Regions from separate parts of the Zea mays genome. Here region 1 is linked to region 2. Evidence: chromatin contacts called from public Hi-C data. All regions are on one chromosome and are shown on one strand. Each heading gives the region's core, a stretch centred on a gene start, on an enhancer-like site or on the middle of the called end of the contact. The rest is flanking DNA. Distances are from core to core; before and after follow the strand shown. Region 1 holds the start of LOC100285858 (prenyltransferase/ zinc ion binding protein). Region 2 holds the start of LOC100285568.

Region 1 (2,921 bases), core at 99-2,598, 500 kb after region 2:
TTTCAAATTTAAATTTGATACTGTGGCAAATTTGTCTTCAAATTACATTACACATTTAAGGTACTAACTCTGCAAATATATTTCTAGGTATATTTTATGTAAGTCTCTTATTCCTCTATTTCTTTTCTTACTTCTCTTTTATCTCTAATTTTATTTCCAAATCCTATAATTGAATGTGAATTAAATCCTTAATTCTCATTATTAATGTGCCCTTAGTAATATTATCAGTATTATTAAATGTACAAGCAACCAAAACTCCAACACGAGACATGATTTATTTTAGTGGTCTTAATCATTTGTTCTCTCATATGTGGTTATTACCATGTGATGATGAGTATGAGGCAATACATAGGTTGAGATGTACTATCTTATTTTTATCTACAAATTGGGTGTTACAGTGTAGCCCCAGGTGCATTTCTAAGGGGTCCGATTAGATCGAGCCCCAGACCACGAATGACCAGGTGACGAGGATTGTTTGGAGCGCATGCGGGCAGGTGGGTTTGTTGTGTGTAATATTGCCACCCTTCACGTGTTCGCACCACCTGGTGTGTGTGGTAGGCCAATAGAAGCCATGTCGGAAGGTGTTTCCCACGAGATGGGGCGACATGGTGTCCATAGGTCCCGCTATGGATGTCCTCTAGGAGTTGCCTCCCATGTTCGATCGAGATGCAACGTTGCTTTATTCCAATGTCCCTTTTTGTACAGGTCTTCCCCAATTAGGACAAAGGACATGGCTGATCGATGGAGCCTTCACTCCTCCGTTTCGTCCTCGGGAAGTGAGCCATTAGACAAGAAGTTATGGTACGGTATTCTCCATTCGCATACGGGACCTGTTGGGGGTCTGCACCTTCTACGACAACGACAGACTTGTGGGCTAGAGGGACCATGCCTGAGGGTTGCCTGACCTCTCGACAAGTTTCGCCATAACGAACGCTTGGTTCGAAGAGGTCGTTAGCGAAAACTGCTGGTAGGACGGTCATTCGTCCCGACGACATCTTCACAAGGGCGTTCACCACTTTATTATCCCATGCACCCCTTCACTTGTATATAAATGTAATTACTCCTTAGAATAACAGACAACAATCACTTCTCCCAAACTCGTTTTCCACTTATTCATAACATGTTATCTACACGTGCTCGTAAGAAATATTGTAATATGTACATGTGTGACCAATCTAAGAGGTACGGTAGTTATTCCTAAGAAACACATCCTTAAGATACACCTCTTCATTTATATATAAATATAATTAATCTCTGGAATAAGACAAGAGTCACTTTCTCCCAAACTGGTTTTCCACCTATTATTCATAATAGACCGCTCGCCGGCCATGCCCGTTTACCTGGGAGGTGTTTGTGTTCTGCTCCCCACGACTCCCCAGTCCCCATCCAGACAAGGGAAGGGAATACAGGCCTGCTCCGCCCTGCCTCCCCTCTCCTCTTCTTCTCTCCCCGCGCCCAACACCACGCCGGCCTCGATCCAGGCTGCCGCAGCCCGCAGGTGTCCTGGACGCCGCCCTTCCCGTCCGCCGGCGGTTGATTCCTTCTCTCCTTCCTCAGGTACGTTCGATTCGGATGAGCCCCGGCCCCTTCTTTGGATGCGCTGTGCATTTCTTTGTTGCGAGCTTTCAAATCCCCCGCCTACAATATCCCCGAAAGAAAAAAAATGTTTCTGTTTCGTCTGAAACAATAACAGTTGCAGAGATCGAGCGGCAGATGTATATTTCATCGGAAAAACTTGAGAACGCCGCTGAGCTGCTCGGCACGGCGCCTTCCCGTGTGCAGGTTCCTGGCCTGATCACAAAGCAGGCGGCGACGGCGCGGATGGAGCTCCCGGTGGCGGAGCCCGGCACGGAGCGAGGCGAGGGCCCGCTGATCCAGTGCCCGTACTGCGACTCGGAGGCGATGCACAAGCTAGCGCAGATCCTGCTACCGGGGCTCGCCGCCGTGTGCGTGGACGGCACGACGGGGGACCCGTTCCACAGCCCGTCGGTGGTGGCCGTGGACCTGCGCAGGGAGATGGTGGACTACATCACGCAGCGGAGCGAGAGCTTCATCGCGGACGCGCTGATCGAGTCGGAGGCCAATCAGGAGGGGCCCGACGCGGCGGTCCCCGACGACCCGTTCGAGGCCGTGTCCGTGTTCATGGACGACTTCGGCAGCACGAAGCGCAACATCATCGGCCACGTCTCCGGGTGGCTGCTGAGCGACAGCCGCGACGACAAGATCGACGACTTGGTGCAGGAGATGGAGGCGACCCGGTTCTGGCCGCTGGAGCGGCGGGAGGCCGTCGCCGAGACGCTGCTCAAGAACGTGGACCTCAGGACCCGGTTCCACTGCCCCGAGAAGTACGAGAGCGAGGCGCGCCTGGCGGACCACAAGCAGCAGTGCAGCTTCCGCCCCGTCGCCTGCCCCAACGACGGATGCCGCGCCAGGGTCTCCGTCCGCTGCGCGCGGGACCACGACGCCGCCTGCCCGTACAAGCCGCTCCAGTGCGAGCAGGGCTGCGAGAAGCGGCTGCTCAGGCGCGACATGGACAGGCACTGCGTCACCGTCTGCCCCATGAGGCCCATGAAGTGCCCCTTCGGATGCGACTCCTCCTTCCCCGACCGTGACCTCGAGAAGCACTGCGCCCAGTTCCTTCGGCCGCATTTGATCAAGGTGCTCAAGGCGATTCATAAGAAGGCGCGTTCGGAAGATGAGCTCAAGGACCTCGCTCTGAAGCTGGAAAAGGTTCGCCTTTTGACTCACACCTTCGTGAATGAACTAAACATACATTGCTTCTGAATCGATCCGAGTTTGCTTCCCAGATATTTTGTGATGAAACTGAGTTCGCAGGCCAATCTGGTCTGGTCACTTTGCCAGTCTTTTCATCTGGTTACAGAATAAACCATAGTTCTTCTCTTTTGTCAAAAAATGGGTTC
Region 2 (2,844 bases), core at 124-2,623:
ACCATCAGAAGATTCCACAAATTCCCTCTTGATTAGCTTCCTCGTGCCAAGACACCTCCGTCGAGAGTATTTTTTGCTGGCCATCTCGAACAGAGCTGACATCGTGGTGGCGCCTTCCCATGGGACTTCAACTAAGGAGGAAAACCTACTGTTTCGCATGGCAAATCCTTCCTCTCCACCCACATTAGCTCGCACCGCCCTCTGCTTTGTTTTCTTGCCAAACATCATGGAAAGCAAGACGGGAGTAACTACAGCAAGAAGCAGAGCGACGACAACTCCATTTACACCATACTCTTTCAACAGCGGTACGTCACTTGTTGCGATTCTTTTTAGAAAGGACAGGTTGGAATTGTCATCACTAACTTCTCCCATGGTTTTCTACTATGTCTGGAGCATCGGACGTAACTTGACAAACTTGGCTGCATAAAAGTAGCCACGGGGTTATGCGTGTTGGCGTGTTATAAAAGTAACAAATCTGATGCGCTTGAATTTGTACATAACAACATTGAGTGAGTGCAACGCAGGTGATGATCCATGATGATAGAATATTTGCCATGGGTACCACACCACTAGGCAGCATAATGGAATGGAAAAAAGGCAACATTCTAGCTACGGCAAGAATCTAACAACAGTAGGGTGTTACCAATGAGCTCAGCATCTGAGCGGACAGATTCAGAGTTTGCTCTACGTCAAAGCAAGAACCTTCCAAAGCTCAGTAATATAAAAGGTACGACGATCATGACAAACAGGGCAGAGCAAAATGATGTTAGAAAGCCGCAGCTTGCTTTTTTACTTTAGGTGAGGCAATGAAGCTGCCCAGGGCATCATAACGGACAGGGGGTCAGGGTCTCAGGGAGTCACAACGCCACAAGTGATAGCAGTGAGACTAGAGGCACTTGTCACGTCAATAGACCTAAATTTGAACAGACTTTAACAGTAACAGAGTTAGTGCTGTGAGGCCGGTCTCTGGGGACGACGGTAACAGACGGGACGGGGCTCTCTCACCCACTCCCACCGTCCCACGGAGGAGGGGGAGGGGGTTGGGGAAGAAGAGTTGCCAAAGCAGAAGACGCCGCAGAACAGGACAAGCTAAAGCGCGGGATCTCTTACCGGGAAGGAGGGGGGCAGCAGAAACGGCTCCGACTACTCCGCGACGACGCCTCGTGGTCGTGGCTGTGTTGTCCGGCTCGGCTCTGCGGGCTAGATGGGACCAGATCAGCGCAGAGGCGGGGAAGCATGGAGGGGGGCGAAGGGCCGGAGGGGCAGATCATGGCCTCACCTACGCCTCGCCGAGGAGGAGGGGATCGGTCGCCGGATCTGAGGTGGCGACGTCGTGAGCCGGTGAGGAGGCGTGTGAGGGTCTGAGTCCGTGTCGAATCGCGCAGGAAGAAGCAGCCTGGAATGGAATAGAGGTACTGGTTCCATTGGTTCTTGTTGTCGTGCCCCCTGACTCATGTGCCCACGTGTCGTACCGTACCATACGCGGCAGGGCAACTGTTTAGTGGAAACTGCAAGGGACGAAAGAGAAGCGCCTCACGTCCAATAGATCGGGCACCTGGGCCCATGAAATATACTCCCTCCATTTTTTATATTTATCGCGCTCAGTTCCAAACTAGCAAGGTGATCATACTAACAGAAAGACAAATCTAAAAAGATATTAAAGTGAATACATATTAAGAACTATGACAAAAATTGATAAGGATAACAAGATGGCACAAAAAATTGTGAATCGTGACAGCGTATTTCCACTTACTAATATTATTGTGAGCTAAAGTAACAATAGAATAACTATTTTTGTTTAGTTAAGGTCCTTTAGATTATCCCTTGTAACTTTACATAAATTATACATTTTCTGTCACAGTAGCAACATTATACATGCGATTTTGTCTCAAAGCTGGTAGGATAGTTATATATGCTAATAGTCGGGTAAACAAAAGAATTTGACAGAATATTGTCTGTCATTTAGTTTTCGTCACAATAATTAGTTTTATAATTAGACTATATTTAACACATGTAGTTGACATTCAAATGTTCGATGTGATGCATACTAAATTTTAGTCAGGAAATCAAGCACTCTAGTCGAACCGATCAAACCTGCACCAGCTCCACCAACATTACACACCATACGCATCATTAGGGTTATAATCGAATCAAATACGGACGAATATTTCTCATACCATTTTTGTTTCAGTTTTACTCTTTAGATTTGGATCAGGTATAAATATTATTAAGTTATGTCGGATAAGATTTGAATGAATATCGAGACCTTAAATATCTGAATTTGAATGTATGGATACAAATATAAATCAGTTACTAAATAACAGGACTCGAATATGAATAGGATCTTAGCCCCTTTAGATGGATCAGATTTAGATACATATATATAATATTCGTATCATTTATATTCCTATGTAGCATGACAGCCAATGACAACATGTCAATAAAAAAGTAAAATAAGAGAATTAATTAAAATTTTAAAATATAAAGAAATCAAAGAAAACAAAAAAAGGAAAGAAAGAGAAAATAAAGAAAAAAAACGTCGTCTACATGATTGAAGGCAGAGAAGAAAGAAAGTAAAGAAAATAAAGGAAACGAGGACAGAAAGGAAAGACAGAAAATAAAGGAAAGAAAGAGAAAATAAATAAAGAAAGAAATTGTCGTGTCTATGTATGTGATGCTTGTGGGGTGGGAGGGTGGGATGAGTGATGATCCGAAGAATATCATATGTTGGATGTGAGTAAGAGAACGAAGAAGTTTAGATAGGATCTTGTCCGTTTATTTTTAATTGTTTGTTTTATGGGTGCATTTGTTGATGTGACTATAGATTTATTTGAAGTGGTGGAT

Evidence for each region. A called contact is a pair of places that touch in the nucleus more often than the background predicts.
Region 1: a contact with region 2 is called in a Hi-C map of leaf, with 7 times the contacts expected there. The contact joins the promoter of LOC100285858 here to the promoter of LOC100285568 in region 2. A contact is called at or near these places in 6 of 25 Hi-C or Micro-C datasets (bundle sheath, ear, endosperm and 2 more) and 1 of 3 datasets of contacts at active chromatin or transcription factors (leaf).

What each region holds. Positions count from the first base shown.
Region 1 is chr2:154,355,266-154,358,186 of Zm-B73-REFERENCE-NAM-5.0, forward strand. It overlaps LOC100285858 (prenyltransferase/ zinc ion binding protein), which reads left to right and starts at 1,349. Exons shown (of 2, transcript NM_001158748.1): 1 at 1,349-2,730. The coding sequence starts at 1,573.
Region 2 is chr2:153,859,288-153,862,131 of Zm-B73-REFERENCE-NAM-5.0, forward strand. It overlaps LOC100285568, which reads right to left and starts at 1,374. Exons shown (of 13, transcript NM_001158459.2): 1 at 1,280-1,374; 2 at 1,111-1,200; 3 at 1-419. The coding sequence starts at 372.